Regions from separate parts of the Mus musculus genome. Here region 2 is linked to region 1. Evidence: chromatin contacts called from public HiChIP or PLAC-seq data. All regions are on one chromosome and are shown on one strand. The core of a region is the stretch at or near the end of the contact, and the rest is flanking DNA. Distances in the headings are between cores, read along the strand shown. Region 1 has its middle 60 kb from the start of Ccl1. Region 2 overlaps Tmem132e (transmembrane protein 132E).

The links. HiChIP or PLAC-seq counts read pairs in DNA pulled down with a chosen protein or histone mark.
Region 2: a RAD21 HiChIP or PLAC-seq map of pro-B cells shows a contact between it and region 1, with 4 times the contacts expected there. The contact joins two enhancer-like sites. A contact is called at or near these places in 2 of 15 datasets of contacts at CTCF or cohesin (large pre-B cells and pro-B cells), 3 of 484 Hi-C or Micro-C datasets (embryonic stem cells, liver and stem cell-derived neural stem cells), 3 of 115 datasets of contacts at active chromatin or transcription factors (embryonic stem cells, forebrain and stem cell-derived neural progenitor cells) and 3 of 9 other capture datasets (adipose tissue, embryonic stem cells and liver).

The regions. Positions count from the first base shown.
Region 1 is chr11:82,236,961-82,242,327 of GRCm38.p6, forward strand. No RefSeq gene overlaps it. Among named protein-coding and RNA genes, the nearest start is that of Ccl1, 60 kb to the left of the region's middle. Within about 2 kb of position 2,696, at least 9 of the 459 cell types and tissues checked have an H3K27ac peak or open chromatin away from gene starts, as enhancers often do. A contact at or near this core is called in pro-B cells, where this site is marked.
Region 2 is chr11:82,420,113-82,425,479 of GRCm38.p6, forward strand. All of the region lies in intron 1 of Tmem132e (transmembrane protein 132E), which reads left to right. Among named protein-coding and RNA genes, the nearest start is that of Tmem132e, 34 kb to the left of the region's middle. Within about 2 kb of position 2,884, at least 17 of the 459 cell types and tissues checked have an H3K27ac peak or open chromatin away from gene starts, as enhancers often do. A contact at or near this core is called in pro-B cells, where this site is marked.

The sequences.
Region 1 (5,367 bases), core at 1,446-3,945:
CAGTAGCGATAATATCAGATCACTGAGCCACCTGCCCAGCAAGCCCAGGTGCTCGTTCATCATGCAGGTCCCTTGACAGAGGTCTTCTATGCAAGGTACCTTCTACTGACTCAGCTAACGCCCAGCCTTCACTCAGAAGCTTGCCTGAATCGTGCTCTGGTAAGGTGTCCTGGGATCTCTGTCAGGGTGTACCTCAGCCCTTTCAATGGCTGTTCCCCCGGGATCTACACCTTGCGGATGGAGCTGTGTCTGGCTTCATCTCCCGACATTTTCAGTCCCTTACGGAGAACAGACTCTCACTGGAGAGAGTCCCTGTCTGTCTGATTTCTCTGCAGCCTCCGAGCCTGCCACACTCGAGTCTACATTCTCCCTCTGTCCATCCCCAGCCACCCTACAACCAAAGCTGAAGCCCATCTCCCAAGGCTTCAGTAGTGACTACCCAAGACATGCAGGGAAATGGACCCTGGTGTCTGGGGACCAAAACAGAACATATAACAAGGGAGGTCCAAGCTGTGGCCAGCAACAATGGGGGGAAGGTGGGGCACACAGAGTGACCAGCCAAAAAGATTGCATCCTTGGAGCTGCGGCCAGCAGCAGCAGAGCCTGGAGACATCAAACCTGCCAGCTAAAACGCCCCATGAATATTTAACAGCCATCAATATTTAATTAGTGCAGACAGATTAACTCTGAAATCACACACTGGGGCTAGGCTCCTCAGTCCTAGAGGGGGTGGGGGGGTGCGGAGTAAGTCCTGAGAGATGGCCCTGTTGTCCGCCATGAGGTCCCAATACCACCTTTCTCTCTCACCTCCACAAACCACCACACACACACACACACACACACACACACACACACACACTTACACTCACACCCCGCCCTGCATAAAGTGAGCAGCAATTGGAACAGCCAGAGAGCAGGAGAAACCAGGAGGTCTGTGTCTCAGGAGAAGGCAGGGACAGTGGAGTGAGGGTTGTGCCAGTCAGAAAGACCCAAACTGAGGCTCCTTCCACTTTGCATCCCCTCCAGCTCGGCTGGGGCCGCTCTGGACCTGGCCTGGCTTCAGGAGCAGGTGTGGGTGTGTAATTACCTTTGCGCCTTGGCGGGCCTGGATTAAGCTGTTTATTGCCTCGGCAGTAACACGGGGAGTCTTTTATCCCTTCAGTTTCTTTGAGTTTTATCACATCTTAGGCCACTTTTCCATTTAATGGAGTGTCCCAGTTCATCAAGTGCCTGGCCAACGCCTTTTAAACAAACAAGCAAGCAACATTTGGTAGGAGCTTTCGAAATGTCAAGGCTAGACCTGGGCTTTGCCTCTGAACACATCACCCTCACTTTGCGCTCCCAGGTCCATCCAGGCTGTACTTCCTGTCTTGGCTGCTGCTACCTCCTCCAAGGCCTGCCTCAGGGAACTTTTCCTCCAGGACACCTTCAACAACTTCCTTGTTTACACTCATGTTTGCTTCCCTGTTTCGCCGAGGCAAAGCTCCTCGAAGACAGAAATTCAAACTTCTGCATGCATCCTGCCTGACAGGGAAGGGGATGCTCATTTGTTTCCAGGTTAATAAACTTGAAGTGAAAAGAGGTTTTACTGAGGAGCTGGGAGGGCACACTATGTGCATGACTGTGGGAGCTATGAGGGCACACTATGCACATGACTATTTATCAGTTGGCTGCTGATACAAAACAACCACAAGTCCCCAGTGGTTTGTATCAATGAGTATTTGGTATCTAGGGTATATTCAACCAAGCTGACTTGGAACTGATCTAAATTCAGCTGTGCAATTATCCACTGGGCCACAGTAGCTAAGCAGCCCCGTCCCCCCCCCCCCCACTAAAGCAGTGGTTCTCAACCACTTGAGAGATCCTCTCAGCCTCTCTCACTTGAGAGAGCTCACAGTCCCTTGGAGAGGATCAAATAACTCTATCCTAGGGGTGGCTTAAGACCACCAGAAAACATATTGTTTACATTAGGACTCATAACAAGAAGCAAAATTATAGCTATGAAGGAGCAACAAAAATAATTGTATGGTTTTTGTGGTTGGGGGTCACCATGATGTGAGGAGCTATATTAGAGTTGCAGCATTAGGAAGACTGAGGACCACTACTTTAGAGGATGGAGCTGGAGCTCCTATCCTCTACCCCAGACGGTGGGCTGGCCAGGACATAGGCATCGCACAGCAGTGAAGGGGAACAAGAGGGATGCCTGGCCACATAAACCCACGTCATGCCCATGTTTGTGTGGCATTGCTAATATATTGCAGACCAGGACTTGAAAAGCCCAGTGGGGAAGCCTGGAAGCCTGGTCCTCACACAGCAGAGCCATAGAAGGGAGCAGGTAGGGTGCTCAGAGAAGGGACCAAGGTTTTGACTGACCACGTGGGGTTCCCATCACACGGCACAGGACCCCAGAGTGATGAGGCCCCGGGAGGGATGGGATCAGAACTGTTCAGTTCTACACACTTTATTCAACTTCACCCTGACCCAGTAAAAGGAACACCTGCATTAACTACCCAGCAGCAGGGACAGGAAATGATGTGAGCCCTTGAGTGACAGCCCAGAAGGCAAGCTGAGGGTCAGAGCTAAGGCTGAGGAACAGAGTAAAGTCAACTTTGGACACCTGCTCGCTCTAGGTAAGGGTGACGTGGGGGTGGGGACAGACCAGTGTCTCTTCCTGCTGGTGACTCTTTCCTGTCCCCACCCTCCTGAGAGTGTCATTGCTGGTCAACCTCTACCCACTTCTTTCTCCTCAGTGTGGAAACTCTGAAACCTTCCCTCTGAACCTCGAGTCAGTCAGTGCCATTAAAAACACCAACGCTTTGGGGCAGAGGTGTGACTAGAAGGAGGTGGCTGGCAGGTAGGAGACTCTCTCTCCATAAAGCCTGGAACCAGATACTGAGAGTTAGCCAGTATAGCTGGATAATACAAAAGAGCCTTTATTGGGATCAGAAATGCATGGGTTCCAATCATGCTCCCCCCACCCCACCCCCATTGGCAAGTTGAATAACTAAGGCAACACATGAACTCTCTGATCCTCCAAGTTCTTGTATGTAAAATGGGTTATCATAACCTTGTGCAGTGCTGTGAGGGGTGCCCCAAAAGCTAGAAGAACATACCTGTAAGGCACCCAGCATGGTGCAAGGGCCAACACAGGACCTCAACATGGGCAACATATTGGCTACTTTCCTTTTGCGTGTTTTTGAGGCTCAACTGTGGATTCTCTCTGTGTGTCTGTCTCCCTCTCTGTCTCTGTCTGTCTGTCCAGCGCTCTTTCTGTCTCTGTCTCTGTCTCTGTCTCTGTCTGTCTCTGTCTCTCTGTCTCTGTGTGTGTGTGTGTGTGTGTGTGTGTGTGTGTGTGTGTGTATGTGTGTGTTAGGAATCTTCAAGGCCTTGCTACCTCCAAACCCGCCCCCAAAATGCATATAGTTAAAATACCTGCCAAGGATTTAATAACTTCATCAACTAATTCTCTCCAGATCCAAGGTCTATATCCGGCCAGGGCGGTTTGAAGCCCACAGACATGACCCAATTGTTCTAAGAATCCACCCCTCCCCTTCATCAGCTCTACAGACAAGGCTCCTGTCCATTTCCAATTACCCATCCCTCGGAATTTTTTTTTTCTTCTTTTCCTTGTTAAAGACCAATTTTACAAAGCACTTCAGCGGCTCAGCCGTTTTTATCATCATCATTAATTTTATTTCCCTTCTCATTTATTAATGGGCCAGGCAGCTTTCAAGTATCTCTCTTGCCCTGGTGTATTTGTGAAATGCCCTTCTCATTCCCTCTGGCGGTCCTGGGGCTCTCCACAGCCTGCATTTCTTCCCTTGGCTGCCCTTCTGTCTCCCCGAAGCCTTTGCTGACTCCAGATCTTTCTTGCTGGGCACCCGCCTATCTTCTGCCACCCGCCATATCTCCCTCTCTATGCTTAGTGCAGGTCTGGCCCCGGGAGGTCTCTCTACTAGGGCTCACAGGGCTCCATCCATAACTGGGGTGCCAGTTAAGCTGCACACACTCTGGAAGCAGAGGGACCCACTTTGTCCATCCTGGCAGTCAGAAGGAAGAAAGCAGAGGCCCACAGATTCTCTCTGCACACTACCACCTTTTTCCAGTACCTCTAAGAAAACTCCATGAGGAGCCTCCATTCAGGAACTTCTTAAATGGCATGATTGAGATGTGATCAACACAAGAAATTCACCCATTGTAACTGTTTATGCATTACATTCAACATTTTCGGGGGCAGCCTACATGAAAGAACTTGGAAGAGGGAAGCCTTGCTTTTTGCTTGCTTGCTCCCATTCTCACTGCAAGAACGTTTATCCTGAGAGATCCTTTCATCTGTATCTGAACTAAAGACTTTGGATCCCAATGTAGACTGGAGACTGGCAGCTCTTTAGGGATCCTCCAGGACTCCAAGGCCTGACTGGAACTGCTGAGACATCCATCTTCAGAGCGTTGACCACTACCAGATTTTCAGGCTTTCTGGGGGTGAGACCTCCATGGCAGACTACATGGACCATAGCCTGTAAACCAGTCTGTATAAGTGCCTTTTTGTTTTTCATTCAACCAGTCCTGTTCCTTTAGAACCCTGATGAATGCAATACCCACAACTTTCCTCTTGCTTCCATACATATGTACACACATTTGCACGTTTCTTTTTAGATCACACACACAAGTATATGTGGGCACTAACAATAGTCAGTCAATGAGAAAAAGCAACAAAGTGTAGACGGATGTTCATGATGATGAGGGCTTAAACCAGTGGTTCTCGACCTTCCTAAAACTCCAGCCCTTTAATATAGCTCCTCACACTGTGGTGACCTCCAACCATAAAATACTTTTGTTTCCACTTCATATCTGTAACTTTGCTACTCTTGTGACTCGTAACATAAACATCTGTGTTTTCCAATGGTCTTAGAGAAGCCCTGTGAAAGGCTCATTCAGTACTCAAAATGGTCATGTTACAGGAGGACACAACAGTTGTGACAAAAGCCCTGAGAGGTGACATGGAGATCCTCCATGGAGGCCTGGCAAGAAACCAGGTCAGAAAATAAGGCAGAGGTCAGAAAGGGCAAGAGGTCAGTGCTTGCTTGTCTTTATAGGTCAGTGTGTGTGTGTGTGTGTGTGTGTGTGTGTGTGTGTGTGTGTGTAACAGAGGGGGTAAATCATTGAAGGGTGCTTGGGACAGATTAATGACACGAGGTGGCCTTCATATTAACAGGGTCGTCACTGTGTCAGGATAGGCCTGGCAGGAGACCCACATGAATATGCCTCTGGAATAGCTAAGCACAGAAACTGCCTACAGCCTGGAGGCCTAAGCAGCCCCTCTCCCCTAGCTCCCTCCTGGAGATTTAAAGCCATTCTAAGGTAGCC
Region 2 (5,367 bases), core at 1,634-4,133, 180 kb after region 1:
AAGTCACTGCACTTGCAAAGGAAGACTCTCTTCCATGCAGCTATTCACACACACACCCACCAGCTCTTCAGACTTCTTTCCACGACCCTGAGCCTCTGGGGTCCCTGACTTGGGACTCTGTAGCCCAGGGACAGCTACCTGGATTGTACCTTAAGTAAGTCACAAGGTACTTACACCACATGCCAGCTTCCCTTTCTTATTCTTTCCTGTCCCCAACCCTCCACGAAAGGTTCTCCCAGAACCCCACTACAGCAGAGACTAGAAGAGACAACAGACTAACCAACTCCCAAGACCAGAGGAGAGAGCCTTTCAGTCTGGTGGTGAAGTTCCAGGTTGGCAGACAGGGACCCAGAAAGTGCTAGTTCTGGTATTGTGTGGCTGTGTACTGTGATCAAGTCTCTACTCACTGGGCCTTGGGTTCCCCAAATCAGCATCAGATAGCTGATTCTACTTTACAAGGGCTGTCTCTACAGCAGCTTTGTGGGCCCCTGGTCACCTTTCCTTGGGTACCTGGTCCTCCTCCTGGCTGTTAGAAGCATTCACTCCCTACGCCCTGTCAGGACTGCCCCAGTAGCCTTCACTCTAAGGAGCAGCTGCTTCTTGCTGGTGGAGGCTTATGGGTAAAAAGCAAAAGGAGTAACCAGTTCAGGACTGATGAGCCAAGAGAAGCCATAGCAGGGAGCCTGGCAGGGGTCCTGAGACTATGCACATGTGTTTGTAGGCACAGCTTCCCAGAACCACCCCATTAATCTACTCATTCATTCATTCACTCATCCATCCATCTGCACATTCATTCATTCACTCATTCATTCACTCGTTCGTTCATTCATTCATTTCTATAGTGCTCCATTCAGCAAGAAACTCGTATAAGACTTTGTGCTGGGTACCAGGAATCAAGGAAAAAGCTGGGTCTGCCCAAAGCAGAAAACAAACCTCACTGTCAGCACAGGAGCACTAGTGCTGGGCTTCCACATGGGAGGGAGGGCATTCAGTAGTTGGCCTTGGAGCCTTAGAGCAGCTGCTCCTTAGAGTGAAGGCTACTGGGGAGTCCTGACCCTTGAGATCACGGGGGGGGGGGGATGCAGTTAATGGAGATGATAATCACACTCAAATATCAAGCCAGGCTGGGGACACCATGTGGGCAATCCTTCATGAGAATATTAGAAGCATCCTCCTGAAAAAGGTGCTATTCTCACTCCATTTTATAGAGTGGGAAGGATCCCAAGGTGGAGTGCAGAGCCCCCTACTCAGCCACACAGCTGACAACTGCAGAGACCACTGTCCACAGCCCTCCTGACATATGCCCTCTTCTTGACGCCCTTTTAGTGGAGAGATGGGTGCTCCCCAGCAGATGGGTGGTGGTTCCTGAAAAGGCCAGAGCAGCAGAGAGCAGAACCTGTCATCCATCCCCCAATCCAGGACGCTCTGAAGCACTGGGTTCTTGCCAGCGTGGGGTAGGGGGCTCAGTTCTTGCCAGCGTGGGGTGGGGGGCTCAGGAGTGGTAGTCTTTGAGGCCACCTCCAGATTTAGGGGTGCAGAGAGGCTACTGATGGCATCTGGGGGCTGTGGGATGCTGGAAGCTTCGGCAGTCTTTCTTTCTCCACACACCCCAGTCTGTATGGAACACAACTCTAGAAATGGCATCTTTGCACGACTCACAAACCTCCAGAAGCAGCCCTGTGCTAATCACTGGGTGGGTAAGCAAAGCTGGAGTTACTTTGTTCCTGGGCTTGAACCAATCTTTACTCCAGACACAGAGAAACCATGCTGGGAGGAAGGGGACCCAGCTGTCATTGCTTTTATCTCACTGAGCTCTACTTTGGAACAAGCCTCCTTGGCTCACCCTTGTGGCAAGCGCATCAGGACTTACCTCCAGAGAGAGGATTGGCCCTGACATAGGTCACACAGCAGGCCACTGGCAGGACCTCCTGGCTGGCTGCTAGGGCCCCAACAGCTGGTACTCCTCCCAGCCTCTGGGCCTCTTGGGACCCTGCATTATGCACCTGTCACCTCTTAACTTCTCCCATTTAACCTAACAGAAGTTGACAGAATGCTTGCCATTGGCCAAACAGTGCTCTAAGTACGGAGGAAACAGGGTCGGTCAGCTTTTCCTTCCTCCCGAGCTAAGAAACCAATGAATGTCGATGAGTAAATGCAGGAGGAAATGTGTGTGTGAACCAGCTCCATCCCTAAGGACACCAATTTATTTAAGACAGCTTTGTGAAACAGACTGTGACTCTCATTTTACAGAGATGTAAGAAGTGGAGGCTCAGAGAAGTTAAGCAACTTGCCAAAGGTCACACAGCTGGAAGTGTCAGAGTTGTTATGTAACTATGAGTTTGCACAGCACCAAAGTTACACACGTTCTTTTCCCCTTCCTTTTTGTAAGTCCTCTAGAACAGCTTCTACCACTTTGCTTCATTTAAAAGGGGTATTTCAATTTTAGAAGCCACGTGTGTTCATTGTAAACAACTGGGAAATACATCAAAGAATAAAAAAGTAAAAGAAATGGCATCACCCATAACCCCTCCTAGGATGCCACACTGGTGCCTCGACACATCCCCTCTCTGGTCCATTTACATCTGCTGACAAACCTCACATTCCTGGTCAGCCTTTCTCATCTTGAGCATTTTCTCTGAATAACAGCCCCTTTGCAAACATCACTCACAAACACACACACACACACACACACACACACACACGCACACGCACACGCACACGCACACACACACACACGATCCAGGTATCTATTTCCATACATTTGCATTTCTAACTCAACCCTCCTTTCAGACATTTTAAGTTGACATTCCTGTCCTTTTGGCTGCAAGCCTCTTTCTGCGTTAAATCTCATCATGGTCCTGCTTCTGATTGTCAAGGGAGGGTTTGCTAAGAAAAAGGATGTGAGTAGTTTCAAGTCCTTTAAAGTGTGTGTGTGCATGATCATGTGTGTGTGGTTGTGTGTATGTTGTCTGTGTGTGTGATTATGTGCGTGCTTGTGTATGAGTGTATGATCATGTGAGTATGTGTGCATGATCATGTGTGTTCATGATGTGTGTGTATAAATTGTGTATGTGTGTCTGTGTGTGATCATATGTGTGCATATGTATGATTATGTGACTGTATATAAGTATATGACCAAGTTGTATATGATAATTTATATATGTATGATTGGGGGTGTACATGTTTGCATGTGCGTGAGTATGTGAGTGAGTGAGTGAGTGTGTATGTGTGTGTACATGTTATTGAGGATCGAACCCAGTGCCTTGCTTGTGCTAAGCTGGTCTGTGAGTGGCATCCCCAGTCCCTTGATAACACATTTTGAGGCTAGAATGTTGCTCAGTGGCAGGCAGCTGCCTAACACACACTAGGCTCAGGCCCTTTGTTTCATCCTGAGCCCGGGAGGAGGAAGGGTCAGTATACATACTTTGGAATTGCTTCCTAGACAGTTTGTGTGGTTGACACTGTTCCTGTGGAGCAAGGCAGCAGTGCCTTTAACTCCTTGCAAACAGTGGATGCTGTTTATTTATTTACTTAATTTGCTGAAAGATCTTTCTCCAAAGCAAAGTTCTCCCCATAGCAGTCTGCGTGTGGAGTCACCCCTTGCCATTGGCTATTTCCTTTTGCCTGCTGGGACATAGGTCACAGAGGGCAGAAAACCGCATACCAAGCTAACTGCTCAACCCAGAGAGAGCAGGTCTGGGCTCAATCCTCCCTGCGGACAGAGCTCTCTTCCACGCCAGCTTTACAGCATAGGGTTGGAGATAGGCACCAGGCTGAACCCTGAACATGGAACACATGGCCCCTAGGAAGCTCATCACCTGCTTCAGTACTGGTTCTTGCCTCCGCTCATTTGTTCATCCATGCATGAATCCACTCACAGGTCTGACCGACAGGCTCTCTTTGGCACTTTAGACCAGGAACTGTGATGAGCTCTGGATATTTGTCATCATAAACTGTCATCTTTACTGCCCATAGACCATGAGAATCTGCCTCTTTGGTGCCCTTACCTTCTTTTTATTAAAAAATCTGTGATGCCAACTACATGTATCCAGGGTGAGGGTGGACATAGATGTCCAGAACTCTCCTTTGGGATCCTAGCTTACTGGCCTGCCTGGGTCTCAAGGCCCTGCCTGTTCTTATTTTTCATTTTAACTCAGAAAACGCGCGCGCGCACACACACACACACACACACACACACACACACACACACACATACACATCTCCTAGCACACAGACCAGCACCCATGAGCACAGCTGGGCTCTACTGCCTCAAACTCACCAAGGCTTAATGACACTTTGTTTTTGAAAGTGATTAGTTTTAATTTAGGGACAATTAGAGGTAGAGGCAGGAGGCATCTGGTCCTGATTAGATGCAAGGAGGTAGCCAATGCCTCCAACCCTGAGCTTCCTGGAAGATTTATTTATGCATTCAATAAAGAAGAAAGGGTTAGCCTCTGTGTCCAAAGAGATGGTCATCCCATGTGCCTAAGGTCAGTCTGAAATGAAGAGGGAGATAACTCCTACCTCCTCCTCAGCATCATACAGGAGAGTGAGACTTCTGTCGGGCATCCACTGGGAGCCTCACTGCACTGCACAAAGCCAGTCCAGGCCCTGTCTGTCGTATCCTAGCTCAGATGCAAAGGCATATGCAGCAAAACATGGGCTCATGGGTGTGATGGTGGAAGTGGTTTGTGGTAACTCTATGCAGGCCAACTGGCATGTGATCCAGCATCCTCTGGTCCCAGGGAGATAATCACAGAAGTAGCTAATGTAGGAGTCCTTTGATCATCAGCTTGACAGTGGATCCAGAGCTGGAGCTACACAGAGTGATCAGAGGAAAGAAGAGCTTTGGGAACTGGGGCTTGCCAAGCTTGAGTAAAATGCATCCTTCTGAGCTGCCCACCCCATGTGCAAACCTTCCCTTGGGTCCTAGTAGATAGGATGCCCTTCCTGCAAGGCACTTGTCAGCATTTGTCATTCCTTCATCCTTCTAGTGGTGCAGAGGGTAGACCTGAACCAGCTCTTATGGTAAAGATCCCTTTCGAGGGTTAGTCTGGAAAGGAGTTGGGATGGCCTCAGGTGGCCATCATCCCATGTGCAGAAGCTGGACAGTCGCAGCCTGTTTTCTCCCTCCCTCACATGCTACAGTCCACTGCTAGAGGAAACAGGCTGTGAGGGCAGAAACAGCCAGTTCTCAAGTCTTCATTGCCAGGGACACCATGATAAGGTGCAGCCGGTGAGTGGCCTGGGCACCTGAGATGTCGTGACACAGTTCTAAAGGCAGACAAAGGAGATCCTGTGGGCAGAATCTAGAGCAGTGAGGGGCTCTTCCTGCTGGTCTCTCCTGTCTCATGTAATCTTGCCTCT